3 separate regions of the Mus musculus genome follow, and all the other regions are linked to region 3. Evidence: chromatin contacts called from public promoter capture Hi-C data. All regions are on one chromosome and are shown on one strand. Each heading gives the region's core, a stretch centred on a gene start, on an enhancer-like site or on the middle of the called end of the contact. The rest is flanking DNA. Distances are from core to core; before and after follow the strand shown.

What was found. Capture Hi-C pulls out chosen DNA fragments and counts their contacts.
Region 1: a contact with region 3 is called in a promoter capture Hi-C map of pancreatic islet. The contact joins the promoter of Prr7 here to the promoter of B230219D22Rik in region 3. A contact is called at or near these places in 2 of 115 datasets of contacts at active chromatin or transcription factors (extraembryonic endoderm stem cells and microglia) and 2 of 9 other capture datasets (adipose tissue and pancreatic islet).
Region 2: a promoter capture Hi-C map of liver shows a contact between it and region 3. The contact joins the promoter of Grk6 here to the promoter of B230219D22Rik in region 3. A contact is called at or near these places in 3 of 39 promoter capture datasets (the C10 cell line, cranial neural crest and fetal liver), 1 of 484 Hi-C or Micro-C datasets (embryonic stem cells), 1 of 115 datasets of contacts at active chromatin or transcription factors (thymic regulatory T cells) and 2 of 9 other capture datasets (adipose tissue and liver).

The regions. Positions count from the first base shown.
Region 1 is chr13:55,461,191-55,465,645 of GRCm38.p6, reverse strand. Prr7 (proline rich 7 (synaptic)) reads right to left here and starts at 1,379. Exons shown (of 3, transcript NM_001030296.4): 1 at 1,232-1,379.
Region 2 is chr13:55,443,695-55,447,867 of GRCm38.p6, reverse strand. Grk6 (G protein-coupled receptor kinase 6) reads right to left here and starts at 2,537. Exons shown (of 16, transcript NM_001112711.2): 1 at 2,308-2,537. The coding sequence starts at 2,359.
Region 3 is chr13:55,690,428-55,694,450 of GRCm38.p6, reverse strand. It overlaps B230219D22Rik (RIKEN cDNA B230219D22 gene), which reads right to left and starts at 1,327. Exons shown (of 2, transcript NM_181278.2): 1 at 1,104-1,327.

The DNA of each region.
Region 1 (4,455 bases), core at 130-2,629, 230 kb after region 3:
TTTAAGGGCATCCTATGCCAAGGCCTCAAATGCCCCAGATCCTGGGCACAGATACTTCACTGGATAGAAAGAGAAAGCTAGGGATGGTTGGTTGTGGCTTTGGGGATGCTGGGTCTGAAGCCTGTGGTCAGGGCCGGCATCTGCTGAGTCAGGTCCTGCTGGCAGGGGGGCCATTTCTCTCTCCAGCACACTGTCTGATGAGGGGAGGTTGGGAGGGGAGCCAGAGGTCATTTCTTCTGACTCAGCAGCCGTCCGAGGAGCTCCCTTGGGCAGGGCACCTCCATGTGGCACTGGCCTCTTTGCAGGCCATCCTCCATGCCACCCCACACAGTCAAGGCATTGTGCAGACAAGAAAGGGGCACTGTGGTCCAGACAATGAGCTGGGTTGCTCCCAGCTGGCCTGGGATTCAGCTCTCCTGGGTCAGCAGTGTCCTTTGCTCTGTCTCTACTCCTCCCTGGAGAATGGTGGCTAGGACATCAAACAGAGGCCCACCGCAAACCCATGATTTGGCACATGCACTGGCCATGAGAAGAGACGCTGCTAGCTTCTTTCCTCTTCTCTAGTTTAAAAAACCAAATAAACCACCTCCGGAGAATACGATTTTCTGTTAGGCCATGTTTCAAGGGAACGGGAGACCACCCTAGTGGTGATACTAGCAATGGTAGTTACCAGGCAGAGACCCCAGACCCAACCTCCAGGCCTTTTTCCCGTGGCAGGCCCAGGGTCTGGGCCGCCTCCACGTTTGCAGCCACCCTGGGAGTCCTGTTGCGACGACTGCAGCCACGTGGGAGCCGGCTCATGCCCACGGAGCCGCTCTCCCTCACCCCCACCCTCGACGTGCTGAGGCAGGCACACCCAGACTGGCCAGAAGAGCGATGCTCTCTCCACAGTGCACCCCCTTCCCCCCTCCCGCGCCCCCGGCCGTGGTGGGGGAGGGGGCGTCGCCACCCCGCAGTCGCGTTGCCGGGGAGCGCAACCCCGTTGCTGTGGCAACGGTTTCCAAGCGAACTGGTGGCCGCTCGCGCCCGGCTCCGGCTCCCTCGCTCACTTTCCCCTCCTTCCTTCCCTCCGGTGTGGGCTGGGGGAGGGGCTGCCCGCTGTCCCGGTCGGGGTCCGAGTGGCGATACCAGGCTAGGGTTCTGAGCCACCCGCAGGGAGGGTCATCAGCCCGAAGACCATCTTCCGCCCGCGCTCTGTTCCCGCCCGGCCCGCAGCCGTCGCGGTACTCACGGGCCCAGGCATCCTCTTCGAACTCGTCTTCCTGCCTCGGGGCAAGCGGCCCAACGGACAGAACCCAAGCTTGGAGCCGGCAGCGGCTCCGGGGAGCAGACAGTGGCAACGAAAGCCGCTCGGAGCGTTGGGCTGGAGGCGCGGGGCGCGCGCACGGGCGCGTGCTGAGCCTGGCGTGCGCGCGCGCGCAGCCAACAGAGCCCCCCCCCCCTCACGCCGCCAAGGCTGCTGCGAGGGAAGGGGTGGGTGGGACTCCGGACCCACCTGCCGCACGCAGACGCGGCAGAGGATGTGGGCTCGCAATACCAAGGGCATCCCAGCGCAAAAAAATAAAAAGTACACTCCGTACAGCTCCCAGGCAACAGGCTATCTAAAGGGGCTGGGGGTGAAGGCCACACTGGCAGCTTTGCGGCCATAGACGCCGGATGCTTAGCGGAGCAGCTGAGGTAACAAACCCGGAGACTCACACAGCTCAACCTGGGCATATTCAAACACAGGTAATGGGGGCAGGGACTCGATGGAATCAGCACCCCGGTGTGGCTTCCTCCCAACTCACGACCCCAACCACTGTTCCAGAAGGTATGCATTCCAACATTGCAACTGAGAAGCATCACAGACCCACCTGAGCACTAAACTGCTATGGTTCCACGGGCATGCTCATAGCTGGCTCCATCTTCATTTGACACTGGTTGTGCTTGCCTTTCTACCGTTTCTATTTCAACTTCTCTGTGGCATTAAGGGTGAACTCCCCGAAGCACCTCCCACCATGTCAACTGGAACAGTAATGGCTCTGAGAGCCAGGATCTTAAACTGGAGGCCAAGGGGAAAGGGCACATAAAGCCAGTGAACCCAGAACTCATGTCACAGTTGGTTCCAGGCGTTTCAAACGTTGGCATTAGGCACGCTGCCCCCAAATGGAGGTATGGGTGGTCTCCAACAGCTGGATTTAAGCTCTGCCAGCCATTCCCAGTGAGAAAACTGTCTTTCCCAGTAGCTCTAGTAAAGACAAATGCACAGGTGACATCTAGGACGCCTGTCCAATGAACTAACTCATGCTTTGGGGGTAGAGAAGGATACATACTCCACACAACCGCCTAGGGGTTAGTGCCTTCCTTGAGTGTGAACAACCGGTTCTCAGGGAGATAACAGTTGTCTCTACCAACCCATGGGTGCCATCAAAGGTAGGACTCTAACAAAAGTTGTTCCACAACACACTGGTCTGATTTCTAATTTGGCCACCAGGATTCCAGAGACTCAAGAGTTAAGACTCAATAATGGCAAGCCACAATCAGCTGGGGCCCCTTGCTTCTTTCTGGTAGTCACATCCTCCTGTGTAATGTTAGCAACTAACAGGAGCCTGCCCCCCCCCCCCTTTTTGAGTTGACTTGGTTTTCCCTTATCATACAGGGGATCAACCCCAGGATTCTCTCAAATGCTAGAAAAGCCCCTGTCCCGCTGAGCTATGCCCACATGGTGTGTGTGTGTGTGTGTGTAAGCCTACCACCACCTAATCCACATGGATGGGAATAGTAGAGAATGGTTTACCCACGTTATATTAGGGTGCTTTTTGTGTAAGGTGGGACAGGCCCTTAACCCTTCAGGGACCCTCCCAACCTCCAGTAGAGCACACAAAGCAGAGCTTTTAACATTGGCTGCATGTTTGCAACTGCAACAATCAACTCTGCACCTTGCAACAAGTCCTCTCCCAACAGACGTTCATCTGGCCTGTCCATCCTGTCGATTCGGCTCTGCCTGGGCACAGATGGCCAGTCCCACAGAGGATCAAGCCCAACACTTTTGAAGCCAAGGGACTGCTGCTTAGTGTTCTACCTTCAGTCTCAGCCCTGTCCACAATGCTGAACAGACTGAGTGCTCCTGTCCCCGAACCTCTCTGCCTACCAGATGAGCTCCAAGCTGGCAGGGACCTCATCTCCATCTGGGTCCCTGGCTCTCACCATAGGGCTGGGTAGGGAATGGAGTTTTGACAATCTTTTTGGGAAACAACAGGAAGGCTTTAAGGTAAACCTACCCTTAGACAATGAGTTCCCTGGATGCCTCCTAGCCCAAAGGAGGTTAAAGGGTCTGGTCCAAGCAGCTGGTGGAGCATTTCAGGGAGCACCACTTGACACCTACTCACTCTTGCCTGCCTTGTCTTCATCTGGCTTCTTTTCTACCCAATGAAAATACCTGGAGCACCTTATTTCTTTTGAATGGATAGAAGCATTAGCAAACGTTCTATGTGCAAGGAGGCCTGGTTGAAGACACCTGTTGGCAATTACTAAGATGGGTGCTGCTTATGCCTGGTGTTGGAGCTTGCACGTAATCCTAGCACTGCACAGGAAAGGCAGGAGAATCAGGTTTGAGGCTAGTTTGGCCTACCTACATAGTGGGTTCCAGGCCAGCCCAGGAAGCACGGACCAACAGACTCCCTGCCCATTTCATATTCTCACAGCTGAGATGCAAGGGATCTGTATCCTCAGACAAGAAAGGGCCCCTGCAGAGTCAGGTTCAAAAGTCACCAGATTGGGACATGTACCCAGGGCTGTCGTGTTCACAGTCCTTGGTGCCAAGCTCACAAGCAAGGTAGTTTCAGGACTCTTGGGAAGCTAAAGCTCCTGGGAGGAGTCTGTAGAACCTGGTAGAGACAAACATGTGGCTGGGAGGAGTTTGTAGAGCCTAGTAGAAACGTGTAGCTAAATGGCTCTTGGCCCCCCAAAAATTCGCACACATGGCCTTCCCATCCCTGCCCACCCCCCCCCCCCTAAAAATGCTCTTGCCAATTCCTGTCTTCCAAGTGACTGCTTCAGGACCTGGCCATTGCTAACTTCAGGAACTCTGACTCAGGTGGCTGGCCCCTCCAACCCATCACACAAGTCTTTCTCAATCTCCTCTACTCTTTTTCCCATGCACATGTTTCCCCGCCCCCCCACCCCCCCAGACACGGTTTCTCTGTATAGCCCTGGCTGTCCTGGAACTCACTTTATAGACCAGGCTGGCCTCGAATTCAGAAATCCGCCTGCCTCTGCCTCCCAAGTGCTCGGATTAAAGGCGTGTGCTACCACCACCCAGCCCCACCCACATGTTTAAGAGAATAGAGTCCTGGAACTTATGCATGTGTGCCAGATCAGAATGGACACACACAGGAGGGCAGTGTTCACTAACTAGGGGCAGGTATTTCTAACAACAGCTCCCACCTGCTTCTCCAGGCCACTCCCTAGTTTACA
Region 2 (4,173 bases), core at 1,288-3,787, 250 kb after region 3:
GGTGGCCCAGCTACAGCCTGTACCCCATGTGCCCCACAGCCATTGCCTCACTGCAAGTGAGCAAGAAACCTCCAACTCCTTAACCATGGGCAAGCCTCCCCAGAGGGAGCTCCCTCCCACTCTCCCTCCACCCCAGGTTCCCCACCCAGCCCTACATTTTCTTGCCTCACCCCCCCCCCCACTTCCTCCTCCCCATCCTCCCAGCTGTATCAAGACAAGAGCAAAAAGTCACATGCAAATATCCTGTCCTAGAACCAGCTGCCGATCTGTGGGGCTCCTCTCCACCCTACTCTGCCCTCCTCCTGTAGGCCTCTGGCACTGGGGAAAGGAAGAAATCCAAGTGAGGGTACGCACCCCAAAGATCATCCCACCTAGTGCCAGATGACATACAAGTTAGGCTCTGGGCAGTGGATTCTGAGGCTGAGGGTAACAGTAGAAGAGAATTCAAGCCCAGCTCTCAAATCCAAGTTCCTTACAAGACTAGCGTCTATTAAAAGCCAACTGAGCTGTATCCCAGCACCTGGGAGGCAAAGGTAGATCTCTGAGTTCAAGGCCAGCCTGATCTACATAGCAAGGTCTAAGTAAGCCAAAACTATACATATAGTGAGACCATCTCAAAAACAGAACCTACAAAATAAAGCCAACTGTATGCATATACCACAGGTTTCCCAACTGCTGTGAGGGTCTCTGGTCACTTGGAAAGCTGGCCTCAAGCTGCTAGCTGTTTTGTGCACTGATTCTCACACAAGCAGTCCCTAGGTATAGAAGATTTCGGGGCAATGAGGCTTTCCTTAAAATTTACATGTAAAATAAGGAAACGATAATGTTGAGGGACAGAAAGCAGGTTAAAGGCCATGCAGGTGTGTACAGTGCTGTCACAGCAAGTCCAGGACACAGGACCTCTAGAGGAGGCACTAGTCCTCATTTTGGCCATGATATCCTGGGCCAAGATCCAGTAATGCCGGCTCACCTATGCAAAGGTGCCCACAGGATCTCGCCCAACAAGGCAATACCCTCAGCAGAGCTGAGCCCCAAATTGGCTAGCCCTAGGAAGTGAAGCCTGGCCTTGGCTCTCCTTATCCCTCCTCCCTGGCTGGCTGCATGACGAGGCAGAACAGAATCAGCAGATGCCCCCAGAGGCTGAGAGGAAGGCCCAGCCCCTGAGCTTGATAAGGGACAGGAGATAAGATTGCCTCCCTTGGGCACTAGGGATCCAACCTGCCCATCCCATTTCCAGGTAACACCTCTCTGGGTGTGACATGCACCAAGTAGGCAGAGGACATCAGGGACTGCGGCACACTGGGGACTTGTCTGAGCTACCTATAGACTCTACTGGGTATCTGCCTGACCCTAGGTCAATTACAATCTCTGATCTGAGCTTCAGTTTCACACCTGTAAACTGATATAGAACAGCGAAGCTGAAGGTTCCTTCATCATGGAAACCCAGCAGAAAGTGGAAAGCTGTCACTGTGTCCCTCCCTGGAGTTCCAAAAAGAAAAATCTTGTTGGTGTTTGCCCACCAGCACCCTGGACAGAGTAGGGCACTACAGGTATCTAATGATTATGTCACTCTATGTCGTTTGTCTGGCTCTAGTCATCTAGGACCCATAGAGCCAAATAACATCTGGAGTGAAACCAAGGAAGAGCAACTCCGCACCATATCCATGTGCGCGCACACACTAAGTCGACCAGACTGGCTTTTAGCCCTACAGTCCTTATAGCCCGTTATGCTCGTCTCTCATTTATTTCCCCGGTGCATCTGCCCTAGTAGGTCAAAGGCTTGCTAAATGCCAAAAACGTTACCCATGCACCCGTTTTTAGTGCCCAGAAGCTCCAGGTGAGTGGTGGTTCTGCATGTAATGTGTGTGTCCAGAAGTTTCCCCCTGTCGGTTGGGTTGTCTATACAAAGGCTCGGCTCATTCATTCTCTAATCTTTACCGATTACCAACTTTGTGCCGTTCAGGGCATCTGGGCCTGGGGCACGTGGGGCACCTTCCTGCCTCTCACGTAGAAGAGGCCTCACACGCATTCCTCTGGGGCTCATGTTCCACCTTTTCCCTTCCTTCCCTTTCTTCTTCATCACCCCCAAACCCGACTTGAGGCCCATGGCGCGACCCCCGCCCCTCCTGGGCCCCGGGTTCCGGGGGCAGAAGCGGAGGGCCGGAAGGGCTCATGTCTGCGCTTAAGAGTCCGGGTGCAGACTCCAGGGCACGAGGATAACTGGGGCCCGGACGCCTCATGGAGCTCGGAGGTCGCGCGCCCGCGATCCCCGCGCCCAGGCCTGGCCGCCCGCCTGCCTGGCCTCACCTTCCCGGGCCTTGAGTAGCACCGTGTTCGCTACGATGTTCTCGAGCTCCATGGGCTGCAGCGCCGCCCGGCCCGCCAGGCCGCGCCGCCGGCCGGGACCGCCCACGAGAGCCGGAGCCGATGGCGATCGGCGCGGCTCGGCTCGGCTCGGCTCGGCTCGGCTCGACTGACCGCGCCGCGGCCTCCGGGCCCCACCGGCCTCCGGGCCGCCGCCGCCCGCCGCGTACTCTGCGCCCCTCCCGGTCCACCGGCGCCCGCCCCGCCCCGCCCTCTGTTTACTTGGCTCAGTCAATGGGCGAGCGGACGCTCCCCGCGCCGGACTACTATTGGTCAGCCTCTTTCTCTTGCCCCGCCCACGGAGCCGGGAACTCGCTCCCTGCGGAGAGGGGGAGGGCCCCGTTGCGTCGCCGATTTCTGGTTGGACTGCGGACGGGATTCGGCCCCTAGGTTCGAATTTCTAGGCCTTCGTAGGATGCCGAGCTGCCAATTAGGGCCGAGCCTCTGCCGAGAAATCGGAGGTGGGGCCTCTCGGGAACCACGCCCAGAAGACCCAACATCTGATTGGATTAAAGACGTGTCGACCATCCAGCTTTGCGATCTGATTGGGTGAAAGGATGGGGGCGTGGCTGTGTGTCTGGTGCGCCGACGGGATTTCTAGGGTTTTGTTGGGGACACGCTGTGTCTCCTGCCGGCTATCAGGTAGCTTGGTTAGAATGGGTGTCCTGCCGTCGTCCCTTAGGTCAGCTGCTTCAGAAGGGCGCGCTTCCAAAGCTAGCAGAGGACCGAAGGAAGCTATTGCCTTCCCAGCAGCGCTTGCCTCCAATTCAGCCGCACCCCGCACCCCCGTACCCCGCCCCCGCAGCCGGATGTTGTGATTTCTCCCCTCCCACCCGTCCGGCGCCTTCGGCCTCTGCTGCCTTATAAGGCAGCGCAACCACCCCAAGTCGTTGAGGATGAGTTCACACCCATTGTACAGGTGGGGACCTGAGGCGCTGGATGTTGAGTGGCTGGCTGCACGCGGAGACCGGGAGTGGGGGGACAGGTCCGAATTTTGCATCTCATCAACACAGTGTAGTTCAATCCCCCACTTCCTCATCACCACCCCTTTTCGCACAGCAGGAAACGGAGGCTTGCCCAAACTCGGGAATTAAGGAACAACCGGATTCAACTACATGTTTTTGATCCATATTCATTCATTTTTGAAAAAAAATATATATATACTGCCACTGCTTTTTTTTCCCAGGCACCCAGCCAGGTGCCGGATATAGTGGTAACAGCAAGAAAACCAAACTCTCAGTGCTTACGTGCTAGGCGGGAAGAAAGGTGGTAGCTGTCCTGTAAGTGAGCACATTAATGGGTGGTTTTAGAATGAATGCTACTAAAACAAAGAACTAGAGAGGACGCTTTGTGGTGCCTCGCATGCCCCCCCCCCCCCCGCCCCATGTCATTAAAGGACCAGAGTGGTCACAGGCTATGACTTTTGAGCAAATCAAGAAGCGGCACCACGCCTAAAGTTAAGTTTGGCGAGGACTAAAGCATAAATGTTTCCAGAGTCCTGTGTTCTGAGGTGAGCCAAAAGCAAACCATGGTGACAAAAGGGTGTCAGCTAGACCATGGAAGGTGTTGTGGTTTACAGAGAAGGGTTTGTTTTGTGAAATGTGAAACTCCTGGAAGGGTGACATATTTACCAATGATAGTTCAGACTAGTGGATGATTAAGCACCAAGTGAAGACCGTTGTGTCCAGGTGAGACCTGAGGGCTAGTGAGAATGTGCACCTGTGAAGGCTTGACCTCATGGAGGATGGAAAGAACCTGGATAAAGAACACTTTCAGCATCCTCGAGGATCCTGTAGCTGGCAAGAAGGC
Region 3 (4,023 bases), core at 78-2,577:
ATGGAGTTACATTTGGTTCCCAGTGCACCGTAGTGCAGGGAGCCAAACCCTACTTCTCTTCAAGCCTGGTACACGCTCTTAACTGCTTTTTTTCCCAGCTATTCTTGGATTCTTTCCATGCAAAGTTCACTAAAATGATGCAGGTTACATTTGAGAAAAGTGGGCGGAGGAATTTCTCTTAAGACGTGGGTGGAACATAAGCTAGGAGTTAACAGAACAAATCGTGTTGCAAAGCAAAGGCTACAGTTGGTTTTGTTTTGTTTGTGGTACTAGGGGTGGACCCCAATGCCTTGCACACATCAAACAAACGAAGAAGCATCTTTTAAAATGGTGCACCGGTAAGTTTAAGGAAGCCAGCGAGGAGTTTCACTGTGACTAAATTAGTAGTTTTGAAGGTCTGCTGCGACCTGCTTTCCCTTAAGTTTTACTGTGGGTGTTTAATCCTGCCGTCTTCCAATGAAACAATCACATTTCTTTCTTTTTTTTTTTTTACCTTGAATGTGGCAGACATTGCTCCCAAAAAAACTATTTTTAGTAAATTCACAAGGCACCTTTAAGCTTTGTAAATATAGCAAAGCTTCAAAGGCCCACACGCCGTTCTCCTCCAAGGATCAAATATCCCACAACCCTCGGTGTTTTGTTACTATCTAGCTAACTACTGTATATAATCACATATGATTTTATAATTCTAAACAAGTGTGGGAGGCCGTGTCAACCACTGAGGATGCTGCTCCGCTCCCGCCTCCCGAGAAGTTTACACAACATAAATAACGGTCTCCTTTGTCTTCTCTGCGCTCCTTAGCCGTGCCCCACGGCGCTTCCCCAAGTCAGCATCCTAACGGGACCCCGAGGCGTTCCCCGCCGCGCTCTCGGGATGCGGGGACGACCGCAGCTCCAGGGCGAGACTGCGGCCCCGCGCCCACCCTGCAGCCCTGGCTGCGCGGCCCGCGCCGTGACTTCCGCTTGCCGCGAGGCCGGCGGGCGCCCGGGCGGAAGTACCGCGGGGAAGGAGGCCGCCCCGGAGGAAGGAGGCGCCCGCGCTCGCCGCCGCATCCCGCATCCCGCTCGCCGGGCCCCGCGCCAGCCGCCGCCCCGCGCCCTACCTCGGCCGCTCGGAGCCCGGCCCTCAGAGCGCCCAGGGGCCGCCCATAGGCAGGAAAGCTCCCGCCCGTTCCGTTCACTCCGGCCGCGCCCGCTCCGGGCGGCCCTGTCCAGTCACGGCAGAGGGCCGGCGGCGGCGGCGGCGAAGGCCACGCCAGCGCCCGACTCCCTGGAGCCCTCACCGCGGGGCCCCGGACGCGGGAGGAAGAAGCCGCCACAGCCCCGGAATGTGAGCGCCGCCTGCGCAGGCGCAGGCACGCCTAAGTATCGCGAGACTCTTCGCGCGGCCCGCGAACGGAGTGCGCAGGCGCGCGCGAAGCGGACGGTCCCTGTGCGGAGCTCCAGTCCCGCCAAGATGAGCGAGCGGATGGTCGGCTCGGTGACTTCCCAGAATGCAGGGTCACTCCGTGACGCAGGCATCGTTTGAAGCCCGCTGCAGTTGTCCAGAAGCCGTTTACACAGCTGTTTGAAAACGATGTTTGCTCATGCCTGTCTGCAGCCCTTAAGACTCATTCATTGTCTGGGGGCTGGAGAGATGGCTCAGTGGTTAGGAGCACAGACTGCTCTTCCAGAGGTCCTGAGTTCAAGTCCCAGCAACCACATGGTGGCTCACAACCATCTGTAAAGGGATCTGATTGCCCTCTTCTGGTGTGTCTGAGAGCTACAGTGTACTCATATACATAAAATGAGTTTGGAGTCAACCTGGGCTACAGAGCATGAACAAACAAAAATAAACCAGCAGAAATGTTAGGCACGGCAATATGAGTAGGCACACGGGTGACTCATCATGGTCAGGGTTCACAGCAGAGGTACCAGTAAAGCTTGCTTCTTTCCTGCAGCTAGCATCTCAGGGGTAAGGTGGAGCTCCCAGCCTTACCTCAGTCTTTGAGAATTTTCTAGCCATGGTACTTACTATCCTTGGGCTTCAAGTTAGCTCATCTCCAGGCAGCAGAAGTATTCCCAAATAAATCTAAAAGAAATGTTGAAAATCCTTAGTCATCATGGAAATGCAAATAAAAATGATTCTGAAATCCCACAATGGCTAAATAAATAAATAACCAACTCAAAACTGGGCAGTGGTGGCGCACGCCTTTAATCCCAGCACTTGGGAGGCAAAAGTAGGCGGATTTCTGAGTTTGAGGCCAGCCTGGTCTACAGAGTGAGTTCCAGGACAGCCTGCCTTGAAACCCTCCCCAAACAAACAAACAAACAAACAAAAAGACTCAGTGTCTGCCCTTTAGTTTCTTAAGGGTGGGTAGGGCAGGACTGCCCATATCCAAACATGAGAATATTCAGATGGTGATGGTGTTAGGGCTCTCAGATGTAAGATGTGTAATAATTAAGGTATTTTATGTGGGGTGCCCTGTAGTATTTAGTTTTTTTTTTTTTTTTAATCCCTGACATCTCTACAATGTGCCATATCCTTTATCCTAAAAGGCGGAACCACTAGCCTAATTCCATTTGGCGGTATTTCCTTCTGAGTCGCTTGGTTGTAGAATTATCCTGGATTCAGAGTTCTTACTATAAGCCCGGAACATGAAATTGATAGTATTGGGCTGGAGTTATGGCTCAGTGGTTAAGAGCACTGACTGTTCTTCCAGAGGTCCTGAGTTCAATTCCCAGCAACCACATGGTGGCTCACAACCATCTGTAATGAGATCTGATGCCCTCTTCTGGTGTGTCAGTGACAGTACACTTACATACAGGAAATAAATAAATAAATCTTGAAAGAAAGAAAGAAAGAAAGAAAGAAAGAAAGAAAGAAAGAAGGAAATTGACAGTCTTCTGTCTCTAAATAGACTTCTGAGGGAAAACCAAAACCTCCCCAGCAGGAGGCAACAATAACCCTAGATTCCCCATGGTACCCAAGGAGCAAACAGCCCCTCTCTTCAAAGGTACTAAAGCGGGCATTAACAACATAGTTTTGCTATTATTGTTTTTTTTTTAATGGAAAAAAAAAACCCACAAATCCCAGAGCTGCCAAGGAGACTCCTGTCTGATAGAGAGAACCACTGGCAGCTGCTCCAATGGGCCTTACTTCGGCCACAACTTAAGAGGAGCCAGCCTAAAGCTTGGAGCTGGCAGCCCAGAAGCAGCTTAGCAGGTGGCTACACTGTAGCAGCTAGACTGCAGAAATCTGGGAGTCAGAGAGCTGAGAGGTGAGCCTGGAAGTCCACCTTCCTGCTCATAAAAAGGAGGGCACTCAATTGCTAGCTCTGGCTGCTGAGCTGTGACATTGAGGGTACTGATGTGTCCATTTTTTGAGCTTTAACTAGAGGCTGGAAACTAGGCCCCTGGCACTTAAAAGATTTATTTATTTCATTTATGAGTACACTGTAGCTGTCTTCAGGCACACCAGAAGAGGGCATCAGATCCCATTACAGATAGTTGTGAATGTCCATGTGGTTGCTGGGAATTGAACTCAGGACCTCTGGAAGAGCAAGCAGCCAGTGCTCTTAACTATTGAGCCATCTTTCTAGCTTTTACAAGCTGCTCTTAGGAGGGTCCTGGCACTGCATTTAGAGTTACTGGCTCAAGCCAGTTTCTTTTTGAATAGAGCTAAAGGACCTTCAGCTCCGGCTGAAGCTTGGAGGTGATCTCTATGCCATGCTTCATTGTGTTTGTCTTAGTCAGGGTTTCTTTTGTTTGTTTGTTTGTGGGTTTTTTTTTTTGGTTTTGTTTTTTGGTTTTTTTGTTGTTGTTTTTATTTGTTTTGTTTTATGAGACAGGGTTTCTCTGTATAGCCCTGGCTGTCTGGAACTCACTTTGTAGACCAGGCTGGCCTCGAACTCAGAAGTCCACCTGCCTCTGCCTCCAGAGTGCCGCCACCAAGCCCGGCTTTCGTCAGGGTTTCTATTCCTGCACAAACATTATGACCAAGAAGCAGTTGGGGAAGAAAGGATTTATTCAGCTTACACTTCC